Linked DNA regions of Mus musculus: regions 1, 3, 4, 5, 6 and 7 are each linked to region 2. A link is a contact called in public Hi-C, HiChIP or PLAC-seq and Micro-C data. All regions are on one chromosome and are shown on one strand. The core of a region is the stretch at or near the end of the contact, and the rest is flanking DNA. Distances in the headings are between cores, read along the strand shown.

What was found. Hi-C and Micro-C count contacts between places; a contact is called where the count stands out from the background. HiChIP or PLAC-seq counts read pairs in DNA pulled down with a chosen protein or histone mark.
Region 1: an H3K4me3 HiChIP or PLAC-seq map of embryonic basal ganglia shows a contact between it and region 2, with 3 times the contacts expected there. The contact joins the enhancer-like site here to the promoter of Sdk2 in region 2. A contact is called at or near these places in 5 of 484 Hi-C or Micro-C datasets (cerebellum, embryonic stem cells, frontal cortex and 2 more) and 10 of 115 datasets of contacts at active chromatin or transcription factors (SST interneurons, astrocytes, craniofacial prominence and 7 more).
Region 3: a contact with region 2 is called in an H3K4me3 HiChIP or PLAC-seq map of embryonic forebrain, with 8 times the contacts expected there. The contact joins the promoter of 4932435O22Rik here to the promoter of Sdk2 in region 2. A contact is called at or near these places in 1 of 39 promoter capture datasets (hippocampal neurons), 5 of 484 Hi-C or Micro-C datasets (all in uterus), 9 of 115 datasets of contacts at active chromatin or transcription factors (craniofacial prominence, embryonic basal ganglia, embryonic forebrain and 6 more) and 1 of 9 other capture datasets (embryonic stem cells).
Region 4: a contact with region 2 is called in a Micro-C map of embryonic stem cells, with 2.9 times the contacts expected there. The contact joins the enhancer-like site here to the promoter of Sdk2 in region 2. A contact is called at or near these places in 2 of 39 promoter capture datasets (cranial neural crest and hippocampal neurons), 1 of 484 Hi-C or Micro-C datasets (embryonic stem cells) and 9 of 115 datasets of contacts at active chromatin or transcription factors (VIP interneurons, embryonic basal ganglia, embryonic forebrain and 6 more).
Region 5: a Micro-C map of embryonic stem cells shows a contact between it and region 2, with 2.3 times the contacts expected there. The contact joins the promoter of Cog1 here to the promoter of Sdk2 in region 2. A contact is called at or near these places in 1 of 39 promoter capture datasets (embryonic stem cells), 6 of 484 Hi-C or Micro-C datasets (embryonic stem cells and nephron progenitors), 1 of 115 datasets of contacts at active chromatin or transcription factors (embryonic stem cells) and 1 of 9 other capture datasets (embryonic stem cells).
Region 6: a contact with region 2 is called in a Hi-C map of cerebral cortex, with 4 times the contacts expected there. The contact joins the enhancer-like site here to the promoter of Sdk2 in region 2. A contact is called at or near these places in 1 of 39 promoter capture datasets (pre-B cells), 7 of 484 Hi-C or Micro-C datasets (cerebellar granule neurons, cerebral cortex, cortical neurons and 3 more), 9 of 115 datasets of contacts at active chromatin or transcription factors (astrocytes, embryonic basal ganglia, embryonic forebrain and 6 more) and 1 of 9 other capture datasets (embryonic stem cells).
Region 7: a contact with region 2 is called in an H3K4me3 HiChIP or PLAC-seq map of forebrain, with 8 times the contacts expected there. The contact joins the enhancer-like site here to the promoter of Sdk2 in region 2. A contact is called at or near these places in 1 of 39 promoter capture datasets (hippocampal neurons), 1 of 484 Hi-C or Micro-C datasets (gonadal supporting cells), 9 of 115 datasets of contacts at active chromatin or transcription factors (craniofacial prominence, embryonic basal ganglia, embryonic forebrain and 6 more) and 1 of 9 other capture datasets (embryonic stem cells).

What each region holds. Positions count from the first base shown.
Region 1 is chr11:114,534,937-114,538,832 of GRCm38.p6, reverse strand. All of the region lies in intron 2 of Gm31724 (a long non-coding RNA gene), which reads left to right. Among named protein-coding and RNA genes, the nearest start is that of Gm39472, 48 kb to the right of the region's middle. Within about 2 kb of position 1,777, at least 28 of the 459 cell types and tissues checked have an H3K27ac peak or open chromatin away from gene starts, as enhancers often do. A contact at or near this core is called in embryonic basal ganglia, where this site is marked.
Region 2 is chr11:114,065,344-114,069,092 of GRCm38.p6, reverse strand. Sdk2 (sidekick cell adhesion molecule 2) reads left to right here and starts at 2,064. Exons shown (of 45, transcript NM_172800.3): 1 at 2,064-3,290. The coding sequence starts at 3,215.
Region 3 is chr11:114,447,252-114,450,779 of GRCm38.p6, reverse strand. 4932435O22Rik (RIKEN cDNA 4932435O22 gene) reads left to right here and starts at 1,920. Exons shown (of 3, transcript NR_027643.2): 1 at 1,920-2,108.
Region 4 is chr11:114,567,315-114,571,016 of GRCm38.p6, reverse strand. The region is part of intron 1 of Gm31724 (a long non-coding RNA gene); the gene reads left to right. Among named protein-coding and RNA genes, the nearest start is that of Gm31724, 43 kb to the left of the region's middle. Within about 2 kb of position 2,441, at least 33 of the 459 cell types and tissues checked have an H3K27ac peak or open chromatin away from gene starts, as enhancers often do. A contact at or near this core is called in embryonic stem cells, where this site is marked.
Region 5 is chr11:113,648,255-113,652,273 of GRCm38.p6, reverse strand. It overlaps Cog1 (component of oligomeric golgi complex 1), which reads right to left and starts at 2,745. Exons shown (of 14, transcript NM_013581.3): 1 at 2,399-2,745; 2 at 188-429; 3 at 1-49. The coding sequence starts at 2,713. It also overlaps a transcript of Slc39a11 not described here.
Region 6 is chr11:114,478,319-114,481,822 of GRCm38.p6, reverse strand. It overlaps Gm39471 (a long non-coding RNA gene), which reads left to right. Exons shown (of 3, transcript XR_880306.2): 3 at 1,865-1,994. Among named protein-coding and RNA genes, the nearest start is that of Gm39471, 4.5 kb to the left of the region's middle. Within about 2 kb of position 1,347, at least 6 of the 459 cell types and tissues checked have an H3K27ac peak or open chromatin away from gene starts, as enhancers often do. A contact at or near this core is called in cerebellar granule neurons and cerebral cortex, where this site is marked.
Region 7 is chr11:114,500,362-114,504,370 of GRCm38.p6, reverse strand. It overlaps Gm39472 (a long non-coding RNA gene), which reads right to left. Exons shown (of 3, transcript XR_880307.1): 2 at 2,629-2,873; 3 at 146-847. Among named protein-coding and RNA genes, the nearest start is that of Gm39472, 13 kb to the right of the region's middle. Within about 2 kb of position 1,955, at least 58 of the 459 cell types and tissues checked have an H3K27ac peak or open chromatin away from gene starts, as enhancers often do.

The DNA.
Region 1 (3,896 bases), core at 528-3,027, 470 kb before region 2:
ATTATTTGAGGGAAGCCAAGAAACTTAAACCATCGTGTCCATGGTGGAGCAGGGGGAGAATAAAATTTGCTTGCTTGCTGCTCAGCTTGCCCTCAGTACTTTTATACAGTCCAGGGAATGGCTCCACCCTCAGTGGGGGTGGCTCCATTAACAATTAAGATGATCCCCTACAGACAAAGCCACAAACAAAGCTGACCTAGATAATTCTTCAGATGTGAGACTTCATTCCCAGGTGAGTCTTTGTGGTAAGAAGTTAATAGGAAAAAAAAAAAAAATCAGCCACCTCAGGGGGAACGTTACCACTGAGGCCCCACTGTCCCATGCCTGCCGCAACTTTACCGTTCGACGTTTCCTTGAATTCTGGGTGCTGTGTGGCCTCCTCCTCTGGACACAGGAGCAAGTCTCAGCTCTACCTTCATGGTAACCATACTCACTCTGCTTTTTAAATGTAGTGTGGCCAACAGCCTTCCTAGGGGACTTCAATTCCAGGGCACCTCAGTGTGTGAGTGTGCTCTGTGTGTGTGTGCGCGCGCGCAAGCACACGCGCGCACACACGTGCAAGTTTGTGTGCCCATGCACTGCTGTAAGGTTCGGGGTCTGGATACCTAGACTTCACCGACATGGGCGTGGCAAGGGAAGGGGTGACATTGGCTGTGTGCATTTTCTCCATGTCTGTATCATCCTGGTTATTATTCTGATCCCAGGCAGGGACAGCTGCACGGTGGGGGAGGTAAGGGACGATGTCTGGGCTGAAGACCTCTGCTCTGGTCAGCTGTCTGTTCTCATGCACACTTTTTAAGTTCCCCGTGCTCTCTCTGCTCAGCATCTGGGGCTGACCCCAGAAGGAAGGGAGCTTATCCTGGTTCTGGCTGAGAAGGCCTGGTGGGAGATTGCAGGCCCTGTAAACACTATCTTGTCCTTGTTCCATCCATTTCTCATATAAGTATGGTCCTACCTAGGGCTGGGAAGAGAGATCTCTTCTTGAGCTACCCTGAGTAGTCAGACTCATGGGTACTTCCCAGAAAGTTCTGTCCCCCAAGAAGTAAGGAAAAAGAGGGAATGGTAAGTATAGATCGAGAAGAGCTGGGTGAAGCCTCTTTGGCCTTCTCCTGCCACACACCTGGCTTCCCTACCTCAGGGCAAACTGACAGCTGTCAGTTTGGAGAGCCAAAGCTTCAGGGGGTGGAGCTGGGCAAGGAAAGCCCGGGAGAGATCAGAACAGAACCCGGGCCTTGTTTGGGGTTTGAAATGCCCAAGCTGTTAATTTGAGACTAATCAATGCTAATTTGCACATATCTGGTTGCTAGAGCCTGTTATCTGTTTCTTGTCAAGATGTCCCTGGGGCTTCCAGCTCTTTCTCATGGCTGCCCACTGGGCACCTCCTCCCCCACTCAAAGGCATCGTGGGACCAGCTCGGCAGGGGGAGGCAGCAGCCGGGCACTCAGGAAGCCTTTGAGCCCACCCCAGCTGGCACAGCGAGCTGGAGGAAATTCAGGACTCAGAAGGGGAGGAGAGAAAGGGTTGGGGGGCCGGCCAACACAGCCCGGGAGGAGGAGAATTAAGCAAAAGTGCAAATTACCCAAACCCATGATTAACATTTCTTCCAAATCTGCATGAATATTAAAGCGTAACCCACCCTGGTCCCCACACAATGAATTCTGCATGAATCTTAAGATAAATCGTTTGGATAACTTAGCGGCAGCTGTAGTCCCCTGCCACCAGCTGCTTCCCCAAATCATTTCAAGGCAGGGAAGGGATGAGAAAAAGGGAACATTGGTAAGGGTCAGGAGGGGACTGAGGGCGCCAGGAGGGGGCTGAGCGGCCAGGAAGGGGCTGGGGAGTGCCAGGAGGGGACCAGGAGGGGGCAGGAGGGTGCCAGAAGGGGGCTGATGGGGCCAGGAGGGGGCTGGGGGCTGAGGAGTGGGCAAGGGAGCCAGGAGGGGGGCCAGGAGGGGGCAGGAGTGGGGAAGAGGAGGCCAGGAGGGGGCAGGAGTAGCCAATTGTTTAGACACTTTGTGCTCAGGCACTGTGGCTAGGCAGAGTATCATGCTGAAGGTGAGGGTGGGTTTCCACAAAGCCAGTGGCTGTTTGTCACATGTTATACAGACAAGGTGAAGGGTGGTCTTCACCGAGTCTACACCTGTTTGTCAATGCTGTAAGGACAAAGAGTGAGCTAGCTGTCAGCTATCTATTCGCCCTGCAAGGACTTCTTTCCTGTGTCCCTATTCTGTTGCTTGGTCACTCTCCCTGTCTGAGAGCAAACCTTGATTGACCCTCAGCTCAGACTCATCCCCTTGAAGGGTGGGGACTCTCAATCAGGGACAGCTTTGAACCCCCCCCCCCAAAGACACTCAGTAGTCTCTGGAGATTCTAGTGGTTAGGAAGTGGTCCTCCCGATGCTGCTGGTGTTGTGGAGCATCCCACAGGGACACTCCCGCACCCCGAGAATAACCCAGCCTCTGATAACAGTAGCATGGAGCTTGAGAAAGCCTGCCCTGGGGGTACCCAGCTCCTACAGTGTCCCTGCTTCTCCTGAAGATCTGGTCACCTTCTCCTGTGGTAGAATTGAGTCAGTCAAGGTCCTGGATAAGAGCCAAAGGCAAAGTTTTGAGCTTGAGGGTGATAACATAATTATTGTGGCTGTTATCAAGTCAGGCAAGGCCCCTCGGGCAGCAGATGGTACCTTCGAAGGGTTCCAGCCAACGGCGACATTTGTTTATCGTGTGAGTGGTGTACATGCACATTCAGGTGCCTGTGCTGGCAGAGGCCAGAGGATGACATCACGTGACCTGTGCTGTCACTCCCCACTTTACTGCTTTGAGGCAGTGTCTCTCACTGAATCTGGAGCTAGGCTGGCAGCCAGTCAAGCCAGTACTGGCTCTGCCTCCACGTCTCTCACAGCGCTGGGATTACAGGCACACGTGAGCCAGTCCCAGCTTTATACATAACTGTTGGTCCTCAGGCATGCGAAAGCAAGTGCCCTTACACACTGAGCCATCCCTCATCCCAGCCAAAGCGGTTTAATGAAGAGGACATTTATAGACTTGTGAATAGAGTTAACAGACCCAAAGCAGGTGGTATAGGATCCAAGGCGCAATAAAGAGGGAGTCAGTCCATCCTTAAGTCTAAAGGGCCAAGGGAAAGGGACGGAGGGATCTGGGCCTGGAGAAAGTCAAGGGAACCATAGCTTCAGTCTGAAACAAAAAAGGCTCGCGCCCTGGACTGGCCATGCCTGATTTAGAAGGCAGAGAATAGGACAGCCTGGAGGAGAAAGAAAGGATGGTAAGATGAACGTAGGCGACAAGTGGAGGGTAGCTGGCACAGTCATCAGGACCAGTGACACCTTGGGAACCCCCAGGAGCCGTGGAGGAGATCAGTTAATACACGGAGCAGCAGGAAAAAAAAAAAAATCCCGGTCATAACCATGAGAGGGTTAGTACAAAACGCCTTTCAGAAAATTCTACTCTCTTTTCTTGGGAGAAGGTTAAAACATTAGGATTCACTTGGGAGCCAATCTCAGAGAGAGCGTCAGGAAGCCAACAGCATGCTGGGATTCAATTTACAAAAACACAGTTGAAGCGCCAATTTACAGACAGACATGCTTACCCTCATCTAGAGAGAATTGCCCGTAGACCGGAGTGTTCAAAGAGGCAAAAACCAGCCTGGCATGTTACAAGGCTGCATGTGGACCCGAGGTCAGGTCCCTGGGAGGTTGGGGGAGGGGAACCTACCAGCTTGATGGCTGCATGTGGTGGGTGTGGGAGGAAGAGGGATTAGCAGGGGCCCAAGCTTCATGCTCTAACAGCTGGGCAGATGTTAGGGCTGCTGACGTAGAGGGCATGGGAGGGATCTTGGAATTGGGTTCCACTGGGTAACATTGCCCGTGTCAAGGTGGA
Region 2 (3,749 bases), core at 815-3,314:
GTGGCTTTTCCAGAAACAAGTTCCTCTCAGAGGGATAAAAAGAAAACTACCTTTCTGTGGTTGCATAGGCTGATTCCCCGCCCTACCCGCCATGCTCTCTCTTTTCCAGATGGATGGAGGCAGGCTGGATGAGAGCTTCGGGGATAAGGACTCCCCTTAACCACATGAGCATGGAAGACAGCCCACAAAGACAGGAGAGCACCCTCCCTTTCTTCATCCTATCCCGGGGATAAAGCGTCTAGATTTGTAAGGACACACTTGCCTGTTCAGAAGGTCTGCTCTTAGGATGAGCACAAATGCTATTTGGAACCTGAGCAGCAGCTAGCTCAGACTCTTGCAGTTACAAGTCTGGGCACTGGACCCAAATGGAGAAATCCACCAAGGTTTCAGACGTTGGTACCCACACGAACTCCAGCCCAAGGGCACAGACAGTGTCTCTGCTCCGATTGCTGGCTAAGAAGCAATTGCTGCAAAACTGACTCTCAGGCCCCCTCTGTGAGCAAGCCCTGTAACAACACCCTAAAGAACAGCTGTTTCTGATGGGATGGGCAGGGCCTGAGCTCTCAAGCGTGTAGTTCAGAGTCTGGGGCTTGGGGGTAGAGAGGCAGAATCTGGGTTTCTCAGAGATGGGAGGGGCGTGGCCACCTAAGGGGGAGAGATCTAGGCTGCTTATCCCCAAAGCCACTCCTCAGTCAAAAACTCAGTCGGATAACAAGCCCTAGGCCCGGACTAGGTTCAGACTGCCAGGGAGAAAGACAAAAGCAGGGTTTGAAGTGGACGAATGTAAAGCTGAAGACAGGCAGGCTAGGTTTTTCGTCTATTTCCACTAAATGCTCAAAGCTGTTCTTCCAAGGCAGGTGAGGAGAGAACAGTAGAGCGATGAGAGGTGTTCAGTGCCTGCGTCCATAGCGATGAGAAGAGGCTTGGGGACTGGAGAAGATGAGGCAGAGCTCTCGAAGTCAGTGAGATGCCTGAAGGGCAATGACCAGAACTGGAAGACCACAGGGGTGTGTCTCCGAAGACCTGGGCCCTGGAGGCATGAAGAGAAAAGCTGGCAAAGGTGACGGGCCTCAACCCTTCCTTTTCCAGCCGAAATACCAACCTTGCAAGACTGATTTTTTTTCCCAGCAGGCTCAGTGCCAGGGACTACACCGTCTTTTAGGAAACCCACGGAACTGTTTTAATTTCTTTTAAAATCAGGGGAAAAATTAAATGAACTTTTAAATGAAAGAAAATGTTTTAATATGTAGTAATATATTTGTTTTTACGCCAACACAGCCGCAAAATATTACTTTTAATATTTTTAATAGAGAAAAGAGCCCACGGAGGTAGAGGCGTCTGTTGCCTGTAAGTACAACTGTTAAAGGGGTCTTCCAGCTCCTGGCCTTCCCACACTAGAAGGTACATTCTGCTCCCTTCCCTGGGCCACGAGGGAGGACCCCTCTGGCTCTCTCCTTTGTGTCTCTGCTGCTAATGTGCCTTTAAAGGGGGAGCTCAGAAGAAGAAGAAGAAACAAAGAACGCACGAGTTTGGCACCAACTTCACTTTCTCAGCCTTCTGCAAGTCCCAGGCTTCCCCTTTATCTTGCTCTCCGCCCTGAGCGTTTCCAGACTTTTAAAGAGTCTGACCTGGGAAGGAAAAACTGGAATCAACCGGTTGACACCCCCCCCCCCCCCAACACACACACACACCCTTCCCAAACTGTTCTGCCTGGTCGAATCCAGAGGGGTACTGGGGGCTTCATCCTATGGGAGACTGGGATAAGGCCTTCTAGGGAGGAGTGAGGGTGGGCTGAAGCTAGAAGACCGGGCCAGAGAGAGCGGCTCGCTTGCAGCCCGCGCTACTGCCCTCCGGTGGGTCCCGGAGACGCCAGGCGTCCGCGGCCGCGCACACGGATTGGGTTTCTGCGGGGCTCGCTCCCGGGCCTGGCTCGGGGCCGCCGCCGCCCCCTCCCTGCGCGCAGGCTGCGCTCCAGTCGCGGCCACGGGGTAGCGCTCGGCCCCCCTCTCCGCGTCTCCGCCTCCGCCGCGCTCGTCTCCGGCTCCCGCTGCCCCCGCAGCTCCAGCTCGGCGCAGGCAGACTCTCAGGCTCGGCAGCAGAGCAGCTCTGAGGACGCTGAGCCCGGGCAGCCCAGAGCTCCAGGCTCTGCGAGGCAGCTGCTGCCGAGGTGGGCGAGCAGCAGGCGCGGCCGAGGCGCGGGAGCAGCCGTGGAGACTCGGGTCCCCGCGCCGGGCGAAAACGCCGGGGGGCCGAGGCGGCGCCGAAACCCCGGATCCCAAAGCTGCCGGCAGGGCTTTCCCGGTGCGGCTCGCGCCGAGCTCCATCCCGGGTGCGGCGGAGAGCAGGACCCGCCGGTCTCCTCCTCAGGATCGCCCGCAAGAGGCGCGGTGCCCAGGCGCTGGCTGGAACCTGGGCCGCCCAGCCGGGTACCCGAACCGGGCATCCATCCCTGCCCGCAGCTGGCGCAGACATGGGCGCACGGGGCTGCGCGCCGGGCCGTGGGACCCGCAAAGTTTGCTAGCCGGAGGTGCTCAGAGCCTAGGGCGAGCCCCGCACCGAAGCCCCAGGGGAGGTACCCCCGAAATCACTGAATTGGGCACGAGGACCGTGGAGCTGAGAAGGGTGGCTCGGCCCCGCTTAGATGCCTTCTGCAAAGTTAGAAGAGAAGAAAACTTCGGCTCCGGGGAGATTCGGACCGTTATGCTAACCGCGCCCCCCGAGCCCTGCGCCCCTTCTAAAAGACACCCGGCGCCCGCGCCTGCTACTGTGCTCCGCTTACATCAAGTCCCAGGGGCCCGGCGCCTGGAACCGCGGTGACTACGTCGGCCCGGGAGAACCCAACCAGGGGGCGGGGAGGGGCGGGAGGCGGGCAACGTGGCCACCAGGAGGAAGTTTCCTGAAGTTGTCCTCTGATTCGGGAGCTCATCCAGCGACCAGGCCGGATCGCAGGGGTCGCCCTGCCTATGAGACGTAGTCTGAGTCGGGGTGCTAAGGGATACAGGCACCCCGAATTTGAGAGGAGGCTTGGCCTCTTTCTGCTCTCCCCCTCGCTTTACGGAATAGCCAGCGCAGAAAGAGGGGAAAGCATTTGGGGTCGCCGGTGCGGCCCCTACGGGCATAGCGTCCAGGACTTGACCACACAGTCTCCCGGGACTCCAAAGGATTATAAAGCAACTCGCAAAGAGGGGGCACTTTAGAGGACCCCTCGGTCAGCATGTTCAGCAGCATGTGGAGGCTGCCGCTCTGGACTCTACTGGCCCTGCATCGGATCCACTCGGCCGGGGCCCAAGGTACGGTATGGGTGACTTTCTCCACGTGGAACTGGAGAAGGGGTTTGGGTGGGCAGAAGAGAGGTAACCCCCCTAAGACACCGCGTTTGGCCCAAGCTGGACCATCTCTTGTACGTCTCAATGCTCCCCGCTTCTTCGACTTTTGGAGCTCTGTTTGGGGTGGGGCAGTGTCTGATACTTCTGACCTTTCTGGACCGGAAAGGTGAGGTTACGGGGAGGTGGACCTTTGTGGATACTCTCTGGTCGGGGTAGGAGGGGCGCGTCATTCTGTGTCTTGGCTCCATTGAACTCCCTAAGCTCCTGGTCCTGCTTGACGTCCGAAAGGAAGGGCAAACCATGGCAGGCAGGCACTGTGTGGTCCCAGGGCGAGAAGATGGGGCGGGCAGAAGCTGGGAAGAAGCCGTAGTGGTGGCTCAGGGTGCCCGCTTGATTTCCCCTCAAGAGCAGATACTCTGGTTA
Region 3 (3,528 bases), core at 671-3,170, 380 kb before region 2:
TTGCTCGGGGGTCATTTTCTCCCTCAGTCCTGTCCTGACATGCCATGTCTGCTGTCAGAATACACGTCCAACAATCCCCACAACTACAGCTTGCGGGCTGCCAGAGACAGAATTCTAAAAATGTTTCCCAAGACCCCCATCCTTTTGTTTTCTAATCCAACTTCGACCTAGGTATTATTGCAAAAGGGCTGCCTAGGCTGGTGTAATCAGCGGGCCTTAAAATAGGCAGCTTGTCTAGGCAGACCAGAGTGATCGCACAAGGCCCTCAGAAACAAAGGCAGAGAGTCAGCGTTCACATATGAGAGGTTTCTATGTTCTGTTGCCGCTTCAGAGATATAAGGGCCACATCCAAATAGCACAGAAGTCCTAGCTTCCCAGAGCAAACCCTACCCAGTGACCAGTCAGGAACGAGAACTTTAGTCCCAGAAACACAAGGAAGCCAAACTAGCCAGGGACTTGAATGAGGGGAAAGCAGATTCACCACACGGCATCCAGTAAAAGGCCGATTAGTAAGACGGCTTGATTTTATCTTTCTGAAATCTGGAGCTAAAGTAGACCTGCTATGGAGTCTCTATACGGTGTCTTAGGTCATAGCTGTGCTTTTCAATTTGGAGGTGGCCCAAACTGGCTGGCCTGGGTTGGTTCAGGCTGTATTACAGGATGGCACATTAGTTATGTCTACTCTACTCTTGCATGTTTGCATACCTGGTGTTGTGGTTTGAATATGAATGGTTCCCAAAGGCTCCTATATTCAAGTGCTTGGTTCCCAGTTTGTGAAATTGTTTGGGAAGGATTAAAAGATGTGAACAACCTTGTTGGAAAAGGTTTCAAAAGCCCACACCATTCCCCGATAGCTCTCCCTCTGCCTGGTGCTTGTTTGTCAGACGGAAGTGCTCACCCACTGCTCCTCTGCCATGCCTGCCTGCCTGCTTCTTTTGTGCTCCCTGCCATGGTGACCTTCCCTGTTCATGGTGACCCATGAACCCCCAAATTAATTTTTTTTAAAAAATACATTTCCTTGGCTGTGGTGTTTTGTCATAGCAATAGAAAAGTAATTAAGACATGTGGTCAGTGTCAGAGGTTCAAGGCCACTTCCAGCCTCAAGAACACAGGCAGTCTTCACTGCATCATGGAGCCGCATATACTATTAGCCCAAATGAGCCATGTGGAGTGAGGGGAGAGGCATTACCAAGAGCCAGGACGTCCCATTCTCTGTTAAAGGAAAGATCTGGAAAACAGAGACCTACAATCTACTCTGCATATCCCCCACTGGTGATTTAACAGGACCCCACCCCCACCCCAATCCCGCTGTGTTCTCCCAACACCCATCTTCAACCTGTCACCTACCTGCTTCTTCAGTTTCCACTCCCCTGTGTCTCCCACATTGGAACATCATAAGTTCCGCACAAGTGGAAAGTTGTGTCTAGATCAGATCTGGCACATAACAGGTGGTCAGTGTGCATTCCTTGAATGGTCTAAATCTGATCCCACTACCCACGTCCACATCATGAGTTGTGATTCATTTTGTGTGGGAAAAGCAGCCACTATCCTAGCTCGGGGAGATGGACTGAAAAACCTCATCACGTTGGAAAACAAACCAATTTCCTGCACTGATTTGGAACCTCTGATGAGCCCGAAGAGTTGGAGATGTTCTAAAAATAACTCCCACAAAGCCTCACTGTGACAACACGTTTCTCCCCCTCTGACCTGCCCGATGGAGGGGCCCGGGCCTAATAAATTCAAACAACAGGGCATGCCAATCCCCAGAGACTTCACTCCTGGGGCTAAGATAATAATCCCAGGGTTTTGGCAGGCATTCCTGGATCGCACTCAGCTTCTCTTGCATGAAAGGACAGGCCGCCCCTGCCAAATGGAACCACCTTGGAGAAGCTGGCTGGGCTGCAAGTGCTATCCTCTGCAGTCAGCAACTGGCAAGTTCAACTGGTGTCTGTGGGGCGCCAGGCACAGCCTCTGTTAACCCTTTCACCGCCCGCCCTGAAGAGTGAACACCATTCTGCTCCCCACCGAAGATGGGAAGTGAACTCTCTTTCCTGATATGACAGGGACAGGAGATACCACAAAGCTTCAAGGTCAAGCCCGTGATTCAGGTTGGTACCCTTTCTACCAGGTCAAGTGGGTGGAAGGTTCTAGAACTACTGAAACTGGATTTTTCCAGGGGGTGAATAGGGCAGTGTTGGGACAGTACTGGGGTGTGTGTGTGTGTGTGTGTGTGTCCTGGCTTACCGTGTTCCCCAGTCCCTTCCAGGAGTCCTGGGGTCTGAAGGGAAAGTGGTGGCATCAATGCAGTCGGATGTGTGAGAAGCAGGGACAGACACCATTACAAGTCTTGACTAGAATCACAGCACCATAGACCCAGGAGTCTTCCCACCATTCTTAGCACCACTGCCATGTATTATCTATGATATTAATTATTTATCAGTAGTAGTTATAGCCATCACCACCACAGCTAGATCATTAATATTTACCAACAATTAATAGCATTAATATTTATTAATATTAATCTCCATTAATAAGATGTAGAAATGCTTGTCAATTTATCAATAAATATTAATGGTATAATATTTATTATAATAATGAATAGTTATCACAAATGCTATCCACCAGGCATTAACGAGCCTAGTATAAGGTTTGGGGAGAGGGCTCAGGCTCAGTTCAAATCCTCAACACCCGAATCAAAAGGCTGGTGGTGTGGTGAGCAGCTGCACATTAGCACTGGGGAGGCAGAGACAAGAGGATCCCTAGTGCTGAGAGCCAGCCAAGCTGGCTGAAGTGATGAGCGTCAGGTTCAATGAGAGACCCTGCCTCTAAACATAATATAAGCTGGAGAATGATTGAGAAAGACTCCCAGCATTGGCCTGGCCTTCACAAAACATGCACACATGTGTGTGCAAGAGTGTGTGTGTTTGGACACACACACCACACACATATACACAAGCACGCACTTACGTATGAACATGTACACTTTGTACACACACAGAAGAAAGTCTTAAGACATTATCAATTTTAAAAAATTGTATGTGCCTGTGTGTGTACTCGGACAAATTTATGTGCACTGTGTACATGTGGGTACCCATGGAAGCTAGAGGGCAAGAGATTCCTGCAGCAGGAGTTAGAGATGGTGGTGAACTGCCTGATATGGGTGTTTGAAACCGAGCCTGGGTCCTCCAAGAAAGCAGTAAGCACTCTTAATTGCTGAGCCACCTCTCTAGCACTTCGAAGGGAGAAATGAAAAGGTAAATGCAAAACCTACTATAGGTATTAAAATAATACACTTGACAGAAAAGGAAACTGAGGCACAGCTTAGGTTCCTGGATGAGCATAGCCTTCAATAAGCAATGGAGCTGGGGAGGGCCTGGCTGGCCAGTGCGAGGGCCCAGCCTTACGTTTACTTTCCATAATATCTGAGAAAGCAGATTCCCGGCTTCCACTTGAAATGTTATATTTATTGAGTGCTCTGGCGTCGCTCACTGAGAGCAAGGGGAGGGTTGGGAGGGCATGGTGCCAGGG
Region 4 (3,702 bases), core at 1,192-3,691, 500 kb before region 2:
GTACTTGAGCAGACACTGAAGTTTGTTCTCTGGTCTCCATAAGTGTGAGAGCCCCCCAACACACACACACACACACACACACACACACACACACACACACACACACACACGTCCTAAGCAGGTGCATTAGTTACCTAAGCACTTGCTACATTCCCGGTTGGGCGATCCCAGGACCCCACCCCTCAAACATCCTCAGAGTTCTCCTAACTACTTTTGAATCCAAATCTCTAGTTCCTGGCTGCCTGCCCTGTGCCTGCAAGCAGACCCTTGCAGAAACCCAGCTCTCCTGGCTCAGCTGCAGCTGTAAAGGCAGGGCAGAGACACAGAAGAGGTGGGCTTCTCATCTTGTCTACTTTCACGAGTGCCTCCGGCTTTCTCCCACAGGGAGGGAACCGCCGTGCCTTTTGTTCTCTCCACACTACCACAAAAGGAGTAGTCTCATCCAGCTCACTTCTTGGCAAACAGCACCCCCCCCAAGGTCAGTGTCGCAGGCACATAGCTCTTGTGGTGGCCTGCTTGGCTTAGTGTCCTCCCACTGCCATCCTGAAATTATTATTATTTGTGGTGATCTGAATACGAATAGCCTTCATAGGCTCATGTGTTTGAATGCTTGGTCATCAGGGAGTGGTACTGCTTGAAAAGGATTAGGAGGCGTGGCCATGTTGGAGGATGTATGAGGTCATTAGGGGTGGGCTTTGAGGTTTCAAAATACCATGCCAAGCCCAGAATCTCTCTGGGCCACTGGGTCAGGATGTAGTTCTTGGGTACGTCTTCAGGACCTTGTCTGCCTGCCTGTTTGCCACCCTGCTCCCCATTATGATGATAATGGACTAAATCTCTGAAACTGTAAGCCAGCCCCAATGAAAGGATTTCTTTTATAAGAGTTGCCTTGGGAGCTGGGCGTGGTGGTGCACACCTTTAATTCCAGCACTCGGGAGGCAGAGGCAGGCGGATTTCTGAGTTCGAGGCCAGCCTGGTCTACAAAGTGAGTTCCAGGACAGCCAGGGCTAGCTACACAGAGAAACCCTGCTTGGGGGGGGGGGGGGGGGAAGTTGTCTTGGCCAAGGTGTCTCTTCAGAGATGTAAATCAGTGACTAAGACATTATTCCCCCACCCTCCAGCCCCCAGACAGTCTTACTATGTCCCTGGCTAGCTTAGGACTCTTTAGGTAGACTAGGCTGGCCTCAGTCCACTGCCTACTGAGAGCTGGAGATATAAGCAGGAGCTGTCATTCCTTTGGCTCACCCTGAAATTCTTTACCCTCTGAGGTAGGGTCTCATGTAGCCCAGGCTAGCCTTATTATACAAGATATACATCTGAGAATGAACTTGAACTTCTGATCTTCTTGTTTCTAGCTCCCTGGTGCCAGGGTTAGTTTCATGGATCCCCTAGGACATATGGGATTCTTAATAACACTTCTGAGCAAGGGTCTGCATTTACATTTTGTACTGGGGCACACAGCTGACCTGGTCACTCTGTTGGACAATGCTGCTTGCTCTCTGCTGAGTCTGTTTTACATCAAATAAATGTAGTTAGAAGAAGCCCAGTGGGGCTGGAGAGATGGCTCAGTGGTTAAGAGCCCTGACTGCTCTTAAAAAGGTCCTGAGTTGAGGTTGGGGATTTAGCTCAGTGGTAGAGCACTTGCCTAGCAAGCGCAAGGCCCTGGGTTCGGTCCTCAGCTCTGGAAAAAAAAAAAGGTCCTGAGTTCAAATCCCAGCAACCACATGGTGGCTCACAACCACCCACAATGAGATCTGACACCCTCTTCTGGTGCGTCTGAAGTCAGCTACAGCATACTTATGTATAATAATAAATAAATCTTAAAAAGAAGAAGAAGCAGAAGAAGAAGCAGAAGAAGAAGCAGAAGAAGAAGCAGAAGAAGCAGAAGAAGAAGCAGAAGAAGCAGAAGAAGCAGAAGAAGAAGCAGAAGAAGCAGAAGAAGCAGAAGAAGAAGCAGAAGCAGAAGCAGCAGCAGCAGCAACCCAGGGACTGCCTGAGGTCACACATGAAGCAGAACTGGGATTTTTTTTCCCCTTTGAAATAGAGTTTCTCTGTATAGTCCTGGCTGTCCTCGAACTTGCTCTGTAGATAAGGCTGGCCTTGAGCTCAGAGATCTGCTTGTCTTGCCTCCCCAGTGCTGGGATTAAAGGCGTGCCACTACCTCCTAGCATAAGAGCTGAGATTTGAACCTTCCACCTTCACAACTTCCTTCTTGTCCCAAGAATCAGGTAATCAAGAGCCGGCGAGGGAAATCTTTGCATTATTGCATAGACTCTGATTTTTTTTCTTCCCCTTTACCAAGCCAGTCACAGCTTCCTTCCTGGGGGCTGGAGTTTTCTCCTCCTGATTCAGGCTGCTGCTCTGATTGTCTTGGCCCAGCCTCCTGCTGTGCGGAGCTGGAATGCAGCTGCCTCGCCTCCCTGGAGATGGAGAGGACATGGCCTCTCTGTCTCCTTCCTTGCCCGTACCCCTCACCTGCTGCCATCGCTAGAAAGACCCTCGATCCCAGGCTGCGGCTCTGAGGCTCAGGCCCCAGTATGATGGATGGGGAAGGAAAATCCGGACGGGGCTTAATGCTTTTACCGGCTGCCTCTAATTTCATTTTGAAAGGAAGGAGAAGGAAAGGGGCATGGGAGGACAGGAGACATTTTCCCTGGTGGAGACAAGCCGGGAATCAAGATAAATGGACGCTTTTCTCTGGTCCTCGCTCTGACCACCAAGCTTGGGTTTTCTAGAACACAGTCTCCTGGTCACATCCCTGCCGGGTGCCCTGGGGTTAGCCATGGTGGCTGACTGGATGCCCTAGGATTCAGGGGTCAGAAGAGGCTTGCTGTCTTGACTGCCTTTGGTCCTAGCCTTGCTGGCCAACTCAGACACCCTGGAGACAGCTGCAGTTTCAGCTGAAGTTTGGGAAGCAGAGTAGCGGGTTTCATGGAGGTAGCTTGACTCTACACTTAAGCTCATTTGCTTACTTATTGTACCCGGCTCCCCACCCCCACCCTCTGCAGGTACCAGACTGAGCCAAACAAGAGAGGCTTGCTGCCCTGCAGTGTCTGTCATTTCCTGGCTGGATGACCTGCAGCAAGCTCCGTAACCTCTCATTTTCCTTTTGGGGACTCAGGGGGAAAAATCGCATCAGTTCTCAGCATACAGGAGAGCGACTGGCGTTTGTGTAGGTCAAGAGCCTTGCCCCAGATGTGACACACAGAAAGGACTCCTAATATACTTGTCATTGTCGATATTCGGCAAGGGCCAGTAGGTACCACACGAAATGGAGATGAGAAGATTGAAGGAGAATGGCGATCCAAGTTCGTATCCAGAAGAGAAATACCAAGGAGAGGTGTGATGGGTGGGGGTGGGGGAGGGGCGAGAGGGGGTGGAGGTAGGACTGGGCATAAGGAGGCCCCAGCCCCAGCCTTGGCAACATCCACTCTCAGCTGCAGGTTCACAGCTCCAGGGGGGACCCCACGCTCCTTCCTCCCTCGTTATTTAAAGTCGGAGGGGTGTGTAAATCAACCAAAATAATTCACGAGCATCATTAGCGACTCCAAGGCGGCATCTTTTACCGGCAGCATTAAATTAAAAACAGCGCAAAACTGCAGCTTTTTAAAACACATCAGCTCTGCTTCCTCCCTCCTGCCTGCTGTAATCCAAAGCTGCTGGGATCTAATGAAATGAAATTAGCATCTCCAATCCCCCTCT
Region 5 (4,019 bases), core at 1,496-3,995, 420 kb after region 2:
CACAGCCTGGCATTTGAGCAGCATCTTGCTTTCGTGCAAAATAGTTGACCTAGAAAGACTCACAAAGATCAACATGGAGTAGCTAACATCTGGGGTGAAGTGGCTCAGTGTATAAGGAGAAAAACGGACAGACCCCTGTGACACTTGTAGGGGCTCAGTGAGCTAGGGTGGGGGCTACCAAACTCACCGGAAGTGGCTGGCTGCTGCCACCTGGCGGATGAGGATTGGAAATCTCGAGAGGATGGGGCTGTATCTGGAGTTAGAGGAGTCCAGCTGCAGCAGGCTATGCAGGTGGCAGCAGAGCAGGTAGAGCTGTGTGGCCTGGAGGTGCTGCGAGGCTTCCATGGCGCTCCAGATCTTCTCCGGGATCTCCAGCAGCAGCTTAATCTGGGCGGCCATGCTGTAGAACTTCTCGGACGGCGGCTGTGGCTGAAGGGCAGTAGACCGTCAGAAGAGCAAATAAAAAGCACAGCTCCGTTTACACAGGCCTGGGGGAGAAGCTGGGGAATGCTTTAAGATCTCAAGCTTTTCCGTGTGTGGTATCGCACACCTTTGATCCCAGCACCCAAGGGGCAGTGGTGGGCGGATCTCTTGTGAGTTAGACACCAGCCTGGTCAACATAGTGAGTTCCAGGCTAGCCAGGACAGCACAGAGAAACCCTGTCTTTAAAACGAAAACAAAATCTGACGTTTTCATAAAGCCACACTCAGTACCACTCAGCTTGCAGGGCACTTATGTCCGACCAAATGGCATCTCACCATCTGGTTATTGGTAGGAGGGCGGGGCATCTCGCCATCTGGTTATTGGTAGGAGGGCGGGGCATCTCACCATCTGGTTATTGGTAGGAGGGCGGGGCATCTCGCCATCTGGTTATTGGTAGGAGGGCGGGGCATCTCGCCATCTGGTTATCGGTGGGTGGAAGGGAGACTTCCTACAAGCTTCCTCCTTCCTCTCCTTTCTCTTTAAGGTCACCAAACATTTCTCGTTGACTGTTCTTTACCACCCCTGCACCAGATCTTCATCTGGCTGAGACTTCAGGCCTCTCATCTGCCCTCTCACCTCGAGTCCGTCTTCAGTAGTGGTGTGTGGGGTGCCGGTAAAGGAGGGGAACTAACTCTGGCTCTTTTGTGTTCCTCCCCATCTGCTATGGGAGGCAAGCAGGCCTGCAACGGACGTCAGATGCTAACAGTTTGATCTCGGACTTCCCAGGCCTATTCCTGAGGGAAAATGAATGTCTACTCTTTATGAACTATCCAGTGTTAAATCTTTTGTTACAGCAGCATAGCTGGCCAGAGACGTCAATGTTCCAAATCTCAGTTGTCCTTACTGGGGAGGAGCCACACCTAACTCACTCCTTCCTTCCGAACTATTACATTAAATGGACATGTGGCGATTAATCACCTTTATGCTAAACTATTTTCTACTGCCATTCTAAATTATTCATATTTTAAAAATTCAATTTCCCAAGAATTTCTTTCTTTAATTAGAATGTAAACTTCAAGAACATCTTGGGAGGCTCCTGTTTATGATTTGAACGGAGAGGGCATTCCCCCAGAAATGCACCAGCCATAACCATGAAAATCAATCCATTTCTAAGACTGGGCTTACATAGTTGAAGCTAGCCAGCTAAGTCTGTCCATTTGGGAAGGGGGCTGTACTTAATGTGTAGCTTAGGGAGTGACAGGCTGACAAAGTTCCAACCTTCTTTGCCCACGTTCATTATACTGCCCTAGTTTTTTTGGCTTGGATTTTCTGACACCTAAGTAGCGCAAGAAAGCTGGCTCCACATGTGGGCTAGTGTGCTTTTGTAATTTCTTCTTCTGTTACAGTAAGTTCTCCTAGGTTAAAAACTATTTACCCTCGGCGCCCTCTGCTCATTCCTAAGCCAACACCCAATGTCAGAATTCGATCCGCATCGGGTCTTAAACGTTTCATGGGAGGACATCAGGATACCCTGAGTTTTTTAAACCAGCCTGAAATGAAACTGCTCACCTATTAAAAGGGGGAGGGTCTGACGGCTGAGGCTACCCTCCCCCAATTCTCCAGGCTCGGTCGGGCTCAGGGTGGGATGGGGAATGAATGAATGACTTTGACAGGAAGGTGTGAGCTAACGGGAGAGATCTGACAGTCGAGAGACCCCTGGCGTTTTCAGTTAAAAGGGAAGGAGAGCGCAGCGAACCCACGGGAGGCGAGGGAATCGTCCGGAAGTCCGGGAAGGCTCCCGGAGCAAAAGGCCGGCTGGCTTTTCGGCAGCGGACCAGCGTCCCGAGGAAGGCCCGCAGACGCCTCCCGGTAGCCCGCGGCGGCGAGGGGCGGGCTCCTCCGGCGGAAGGTGAGGGGTGGGGTCCGCCGGGCGGCGGGGGCGGAGGGACGTGGCGGGTTCGGATCCCGGACTGACCTGCGGGGCCCGTGGGACCCGGGGCGCCACGGAGCCGGCCTGGCGGAGGCGGGCGCAGTATTGATCGGTGGCCTGCACGGCGTCCACCAGGCCCTCGGCGCAGCGGCGCATCTGGCCGATGGTGTCCGCCGCCTCGATCAGGTCGCGGTACCGCTCGCCCACCATCTGCCGCAGCTCCTCCTTCTTGTGTTCGATCTCGGCTCGGACCTGGCGCTCCAGCCCGCGGATCTCCTCCGCTCCATGAGTCTCGAAGAGCGCGTTGGGATCGCGCAGATCCAGCCGCTTGAGCGCGGAGGAGGCGGTCGCGGCCGCCATGGTGCTAAGCCAGGGATCCGCCGGCCGCTTCCGCCTGCCAGCCCCGCCCCGCCCTCCCGCCATCATGGATGGGGGCGGAAGTGCTTCCGCCAGGTCGGGAGCCTCGGTGGTCCCAGGGACTGAGCCTCGGTGGCAGTGCTGCTCTCCAGAGCTTATTTTTTACTGTTACAATCTCCCTTCTCTCTCCTTCACTCTTCCTTCCTTCCCTCTTCCTCCCCATTCTCACCCTATGTAGGTGGAGTACGTGCGACAGAAACAGATGCGCGCGGAGGTCATAAGTTGCAGGAGGCTCACTCCTGCCATGAGGATCTCAGTATAGAATTTTAGATGGAATTTTATCGGCTTTGGCGGCAATCGCCTTTGCCTGCTGTGCCATCTCGCCTACCCTGAGCGCTCGTTTCCTTAGAGAAGCGAAATAGTTAAGGTTGTACTTGGTGGTCAAAGTCTTAGTGGCCCGGAGCCCCTTGCGTCGCACCCAAACCCTTTCCTGGGGAGGGAAGAGCTTCACCGTGGGGTTCATTATGGTAAAGATGCACGTATGGTCGTGTTGCTGTCGGTCTTACATGCATGCACGCTTTTGCCTTCGATAGACCATCACAGCAACCAGGACTGGGCCTTGGGACTCTTCCCTTAGGACTTGGCAGCTGGAGATCTGAGTGACGGCTGTGGTCCACCTTGTTACCTGGGTCTTCTATTTTATTTAAATATTGTTTAGTGGCCACAAAATGGGTTTCCCTGTTACAGGCCTCCTGTGGTGGAGAACGATGGGGAGTCCATGATGCCAGAGGATTGGACATCCTGAGATTGACCCAGTAAGAAAACCTGGACGTTCTGGCTTGCTGTTCATAAGTCCGTTCAGGGCCCTTCGTTTTGGAAAAGTTTGCTGAAGAATTCTTTCCTATGTTAACACAGAGAAAACAGTATTGTGTGTTCAGCAGCCCTGTACCACAGACAGCCTCTGGGTTTTCTCTCCCGTTCACCACTGCCACTACTTCGAGGCAAATGTCACAGCAATAGATTGATATCTAAATAAGGGGGTTTACTTACGACATTCCAGCAAGAAGAGTCCCTGCTCTATGCACAACTGAAGCCCAGGGAATTTTACTTACCTCGGGGAAGGGGGTTAACTCAGAACTCAAGCCACTTGGCTTGAGATACCGCCTACGCGTCAGAGTTCCCCCAGCACAGCGCGCCCCCTGGTGGCGCAGCGGTGACGTGCAGTCCTTTCTATAGTCCCGCGCTACCGGCTGCTTTGGTGCTGTTTTGCTTCTGAGCCTGCAGAATCTGTCTTCCGTGTTTGGAAGCG
Region 6 (3,504 bases), core at 98-2,597, 410 kb before region 2:
AGAGAGAGAGAGAGAGAGAGAGAGAGAGAGAGGGTGTTTTACCATTGCAAAAGAAAAGTAACAGATATGTGGGGCTCTCTGGAAGTGTAGCAAGTGCTCTAACCACTGAGCAACCCTGCTCAGACAGACTTTTGGTGACTGTTGAGTTTCCGGCAACTGAGGTCCCTGAGTCATGCCCATCTGGGCTAAGAAAGGTCCCAGTTATTAAAAAAAAAAAACAAAAAACAAAAAAAAACATCAGACCATGACCATGCTTCTCCCTGACTCCAGCCTCTGGCCTGCAGAATGGGAACACAGGCTGTGCCTCCCTGCAGCTGGACACGTTGACAGACGCCCTGTCCTGCAGTCTCTGTGCAGGGAATAGTGCCATGTATGGTGGGCCATGGCGGGAGGCGCCTCTGGCCCCCACATCTATTTTCATTTTTCTAAAAGGAGCCCCCCCCACTCTCATGTGGAACCCTTCCCATCACAAGTCTGTAATTCTGCCGAAACGGCCTGTCCTTCCATTTTCTACCAGCAGGCTTAGGGAAGCCTTTAACACGGGCTAAGCCAGTGATGAATGGCTCTCACCTTCTGTTGCTGAGGTTGGGTCGGGGGTGGCATACAACCCAAGATGGGCTGATAAGCACCAACAAGTCTCAAGTCTGGGATCAGCAAGAAGGCTCAGGGGGTGAGTGAGGTGCCTGCTGCCAAGCCTGACGGCCTGAGGAGAGAATCTACCCCCTACCAGCAGAGCAGTGCCTTCTGACCTCCCCTTTGCTCTGGCACATATGCATTCTTTCAAAATTGAATTTTAAAAAAAGCTTTAAAATGCCCCAAATCTGGTCCTTAGACATCAGACGAACTCCTTGTGTAACTAGAACCTGATGCCAGGCTGGGGGCAACGCTGGGGTCTATCTCAGGGCTCTGTGCTTGCTAGGCACACATCTCAACATCTGAGCTACACCTCTAGCTCCTTCATTACCCTCTCTTGTCCCCCTTCCATTTAAATAGCTTCCTCTGTTCACACACACACACACACACACACACACAATCTAGATCCCACATATTAAACGTGACATCTGCCTTCCCATGTTTGGCTTACTTCACTTAACTTTATGATCTCCAGTTCCATCAATTTTCTTGTAAACGACATAATTCCATCTGCAATTTCCCATTCTTAACATGCAGAGACCGAGGGATGCGCTCGGTCAACTCACAGATTCCCCCAGTCCAACCCTACCCTGCTCTGAGGCTCCTGTAGAAGTAGGGGAAGAGACAAAGATACAAAATACAACTGAACACCTCCCCACAGAGCAAAATAAAGAGCCAAGGCGAGAAGGAAGCCAGAGGATTAAATATAGTCAGGGAGTGAATCTCAGAACCCAGTGAGGCGGGAGAGAAAGCCGGGGTGCCAGCAGTGTGGGGGTGAGGGTGAAAACGAGGGAGCTTGGCTACGGGGGATGAATGGAATCACCACTGATGTTTTTTGAGAGATTCTAAACAGGATTTTTCATTGAATTTCACTTATTCTTGGTTATCAAAGGACAGAGTAGCATTTGCTCGTGACTTTCCATCCCAGGCTGCACGGCTTCTTGCTGGGCCGCAGGAAGACATGGCTTTGCTTATGTGCCAGGTGCCAGGGACTTCCCATGGTTTCCTCCCAGCAATCCTACCAGGTCTGCAAGATGCTGTCAGGTCAGGTACCCAAGGTTTGCAGAGGACATGGCTAAAGTAGGAGGGCATAATATCTGAGCCCTCCTCCCCCATGTGTGTGTGCATGTGTACATATGTGCATGCACATGAATATACATGTGGGGTCAGAGGCTAACTAACCTTCAGGTACCAACCCTTGACCTTTCACCCTTTCTCACTGTGTAACTAGGCTAGCTGGATTACCAGCATCTGGATAGTCACCTGCCTCTACTTTCCACCTCATACAGGTAAGTGCAAGATGGCAGATGCTCGAGCCAGTGTACGCAGGTTGTACTGGGTTCTGGGGACTGGAACTCAGGTTACCATGTTTGTGCAGGTAACACTATCCACGGAACCATCTCCCTTGCCTTTTTTTTTTTTTTCTTCTTCTTCTTTTTTCCAACAGCAATAAAAGAAAAAAAAGCTATGGATTTGAGAGTGAGCAAGGAAAGGTGGTTCATAGGAAGGGGTAGAGGGAGAAAACAGAAAGGAGGAAATGATGTAACTCTATTATAGGCATATATAAAAATATATATGTGTGTATATATATAAGATATACATGTATAGAAGATTTATATATATATGGAAGATATATATATACATATATGGAATATATATATATATATATATATATTTCAAGGATGCAGGTGCCTCATGGAGATCACTCCAGGGAAAGGTTGCTTCAGCAGCCCTCTGATTTCCCAAAGAACCTGTAGTCTTCCCATCCGGGCCCTTGAAGCCTGTCCATCTCGCCGCCTCCAAAGGATAAACGCTTTTCTCATACAGATAATTTTTTTATTGGTGTTGTCTGCTTTCAGCTCATCGGCCACCGCAGCACCCAGCATTCCGGTTGCCCTGCGGTTTTCTCTGGACCTTTCCCATGGTTCTATTTCTGGCCTTATTCATCCCCCTCCCCCGCCCCGCCCCGCCCCGCCCCACTCCACTCCCACCCCACCCCACCCCGCACTTTTGTCTCTTTTAAAGGGGAAAGAAGCTCTTTTCTTTTGAATACAGACTGTAAAAAAGCAAAAACAAAAACAAAAGCAATGAGAGCCATAGATGATCAAAGAAGAAAATTCCCTAGCTCAGTCGCCTAGACACGCCCACCACACTCCTAGACACGCCCATCACACTAGTGGTGATTGACACTTGCCTGGCACAGACGTGATCACACCTAGCTCATCAATGCCCCGGAGGGACTTGCAGACCCGGAACTGACAGGAACTGTGCAGGGAGGAGCCTGTAATGACTACTTTTCTCAGCCCTGTGACCTCAGTAACTTAAGGGAGGAGGGATTTATCCAGGCTCACGGTTTGAGACTTCCTGATGGGGAAGGCATGGGTGTGTGTGTGTGTGTGTGTGTGTGTGTCCATGGGGGTGGGCAGAGTCTGTTACACAGCTCAGAACTGAAAGTGAGGGAAGCTAGTTCTGGCTCTGTCCTACTAAAAGACCCCAAGCTACAACAAATAAGTTCCACTCCCCAGCTACCTACTTCCTCCAGCTGGGATTTACCTCCTAAAAATCCTATAACCTTCCCAAACGGTGTCACCAGCTGGGGACTGAGTGTTAAAATGCACAAGCCCGTGAGGGGCGTTTTACATTTAAACCTTAGCAGAGCCCCTTGCCTGGGCTGGAGCTGCTTGCTACGTGGGTTTGGTGCCTGGAGGCAGCTCTGCCTGGCTTAGAGCCCTTCCTATGGGGACCCTCCAGAGAGGAAAAGTCTTTATTTCCTGTGCAAAGTGGCCTCCGAGTGAGAGATCAAACTTTCGAGAGAGCTGAAAAGCAATTAACTTCACTCAAAGAGAAGGATATTGTTTTGTGCCACTAGAC
Region 7 (4,009 bases), core at 706-3,205, 440 kb before region 2:
GCTAGGAGCTAGCACTTTAGTCCACTGAGACATCCTGATGATCCCTAGCCTTAGACTCTTTTTGAGATAGGATCTCACTGTGTAGTTCCGGTTGTCCTAGAACTCACTCTGCAGACCAGACTGACCTTGAACTCACAGAGATCCACCTGAGAGTTCTACCTTCCAAGGACTGGAACTAAAGGCTTGAGCCAGCACACCCGACTTAGCCTCAGCCTCCTGAGTGTTGGGATTACAACAACTTTTAAAACAGAACAAAACTTCTCCCCTATTCTATTCACTTTATTGATTTGAAAGATTAAAAACAAGCAAAACAAGAAAACGAGATGCCTGCAACTAGAACTATTACATTTTCCATTCTGTTAGATGCCAAGAGCTATGGACCAAAGGGCCAGTATCTCCTCTCTTCCTTCCCTGCCTGGGTGATAAAGTCCCAGGGGACTTGCTTCCACCATCAGAGGGCCCTTCCTCTCATGCAGCTGTCTTTTGCTTTACCAAAGTGGGTAGGTCTGAAGATGGAGGCTGCCTAGAATACATGATGGGAGATGTGGGCACCCTGGAGCCACAGTGGACCCCTGGCATCGCCCATTTGCCAAGGGTGCCCAGCTGCTTCTGGCTGCTGGCATGCATTGCAAACTCCCCTCGCCCAGAACACTGTCAGGCTGACAAGCACTCCCAGCATCCTGAGGCTGAGGCCGGTCAGACCAGTTCACCATTTTTGGATGGGTCTGGAGTGCTCGACAATGTTTCCCTGGTCTCCAAAGCTGCTCTCTGTGCCCCAGAGAGCCATGGTTCCCGGCTACTGTCTCCTTCAGCTCTTGACGATTGCTTCGGTTCCAACAAGCTATGCCTGATTTGGAAGGTAAAAATCAAGAAACGAAGCTTAGGAAACCAGAACATTCATTTCACACTGCTACCCCAGAGTCCTAAAGGTTCCTTCTCACCGCTCTTTGGGCGATGGAGGCGGGGCGGGGCTTCCCCAAGACTCTGTCAGGTGGAATCAGAGAAGTCTTCGTGGTCAACCTCAGAGGACAGCACCGTTCACCACACATGACAGCAAAGAAGGACCTGTTCAAGACCTGCGTTTTGAGTGGCTTTGAGGGAGGAAAGGAAAGCAGATGGCATGAGAGAGGAAAGGAAGAAAGGAAGGAAATGAATGTAAAAGAAGCAAAAAGGAAGAGAAGAGAAAAGAAAGGAAGAGACAGGAAGGGAGGGAGGGACATAAGGCTTTGCTCTGCCAGCTTCTTTACACGCATCGGAGGAGTGAACCTTTGCTTCTGTTTGTAGATGATGGCACAGAGACTGAGAGAGGTTAACAACTTCTCTGCGGTCCTACAGCTGGGCAAAGGAGGAGCTGGTGTGCTCAGAGGCATCTGCATTCGCTATGACACCCTAGGGTGCAGGACCGCAGTGTGAGCCATGGTCCGGGTGAGAACCACTCAAGACAGCCCAGGATTCCCAGTGTGCTTCAGCCTCTGCTCAGTGCAGCTGCCCTCAGTGACCCCACCCCCCCACCCGCTCCGTGCAGGATCTGGCCTGGCTGGGATATGTAGATTACATGGTGCAGCAGCACTCCTGGCCTTGGAGATCTGGCTGAGACACAGCAGCAGGGCTAGCTGTGTGCATAGGATGGTGCTGGCTGGACACCATTGAACCAGCATGCTCTGGGGGCCAGTAGCAGTCCACGGGTTGTCTGCAGGGCTGGACTATGCAGCTGCCCCTATGCACCGGCTTTCCCTGCTCTTTCCTGAATGTCCTGATCCACATTCCTCCTCCATTCTGCCTCCTTCTGTAAAAGGTTGGCTGATCCCAGGGCAGAGGCAACATCTCAGTTGGAGTCCAAGATGGCCCAGCCTCTAAGGACAGTGGCTCTTTAATGCCCCTCTTTCTCTCCCACCTACAAGTCTCAGGAACAGCTACTCTCCCTGCGGGAGCTAGCAAGTCACATGACAGGTGCCATTGTGTGACTGACTCCAGCCCCACATTTCTGTCCACTGATGAGTCATCTCTGTGATGCTTCCAACTCTCTGTGGAGAAGCTGGTGAGCAGCTTGCTATGCTGTCACTGTGTCATCTCATGCTGCTAGAGGGAGGTGCATCATGTTTACTATGTTTACTGCAGAGATCAGGGCTTCTGGGCCTAGAGAGCAGGCAGGGTGGGCAGGTGGAGAGAGCAGGCAGGCTGGGCAGAGGTGGGGGAGCAGGCAGGTGGGGAGAGAGCAGGCAGAGGAGAGCACAAAGATAGCATCTTGTTGGAATTTACACAGACTGTCCTACTTGTGTGTGTATGCCACACGAGCCTGCCTGCTCTCTCCCCACTGCCCAGCTCCGCCTGCTCTCCCCCGACCTGCCCAGCCTGCCTGCTCTCTACCCACTGCCCAGCCTGCCTGCTCTCCCCCAACCTGCCCAGCCTGCCTGCTCTCTCCCCACTGCCCAGCCTGCCTGCTCTCCCCCGACCTGCCCAGCCTGCCTGCTCTCTAGGCCCAGATTAAGAACCTCAAGCATTGAACTGGTGTGCTTGCTGTTGCTGTGATAAAACACCATGACCTAAGCAAGTTCTAGAGAGAAGAGTTTATTTTGCCTCATGATTCCTGAGGAAGAGCCCTTAATGACCAGGAAACACAGCGCTCACCTTTCGGGGAAAGTCAATGTAGCAGGTTTGAAGCAGATGGCCACATTGTATCCACAGCTCTCTTCTTTTTACGTTGTCTAAGATCCAGCCCTGGGTGATCTTAGAATGGTGGCCCCTTCCTTTAGGGTGGGTCTCCTTGCTCCAATTAACCGGATCATGACAGGTCCTGGAAGGCATAGCCAGAGGCTAACTTACTCTAGATACTTTCTCCCAGGCATATCTGAAGACTTTTGTGATTCTTCATCCTGTCGAAATGAGAATCGTTATCGACCAACACTCATACCTAATGGCAAAGTTTCACTTATACAACTAGGCCAAATAAGTTCAACAGTAAAATAACAGTAAAAACCAATGAACATAATAATATATTTTGATAAGTTGTGTGAACATGCCTCTCTTAGTCAAAAGACTTTACTATGCTCTACCAAACCCACTTCTTGGGATGCTGTGAATGATATAGTGCCCGTGACTCAAAGTGATGGTGCTTGCATTGTGGGGTAGCAGTAGGCTTCTGCGTGAAGCTTACTTGAGCACAACACAGTGGCACTTCCACAGTGCGTCAGCGTAACAGCTGAGATGGCTGCTCAGTGATGATGGGAGGGTACCGTATACAGCGTGGATACCCTGAAAAGGGATGACTCTTGTGGCAGGCAAGATGGAGAAGGGCAGGGAGGGATTCTACCACGCCAATCAGACAGCACACGACTTCAAATTTATAAAGGGGAATCTTTCTGGAATTTTCCATTTCATATCTTTTTAAGTGTTTTTTTAATCAATTTATTTTTATTTTATGTGTATGAGTGTTTTTGCCTTCATGCATTTTTGTGCTCTGTGTGCTTGCCTCGTAGTTGTGGAGGCCAGAAGAGAGCACTGGATCCCCTAATGCTGGAGTCAACAGATGACTGCGAGCTACTATAAGGGTGCTGGGAACCGAAACTGGGTCCCCTGAAAGAGTTATATGTGCTCTTAACCACCTCTCCAGGCCCCTGATTTTGTATCCTTTGACCAGGTTGTCTGTGGGTACCTAACACCTCAGCAAGTGAAATCATGAAAGCGAGGGGGCCACTGTGCCAGGCTTTCTCTTTGAAAGTACACAATCCCATATGCCAAGCGTGCCCTTTACTCTCATTGACTGGTTCCCGGGGACCTGGCAGGTGCACCGGCACCAGAAGAAGATCCAAATAGGCCACACAGTATACTGTCTGGTTTTGTGTGTCAACTTGACACAGGCCGGAGTTTTCACAGAAAAAGGAGCCTCCTTTGAGGAAAAGCCTCCATAAGATCCAGCTGTAAGGCATTTTCTCAATTAGTGATCAAGCGGGGAGGGCCCATTGTGGGTGGAGCCATCCCTGGGCTGGTAGTCTTGGGTTCTATAAGAAAG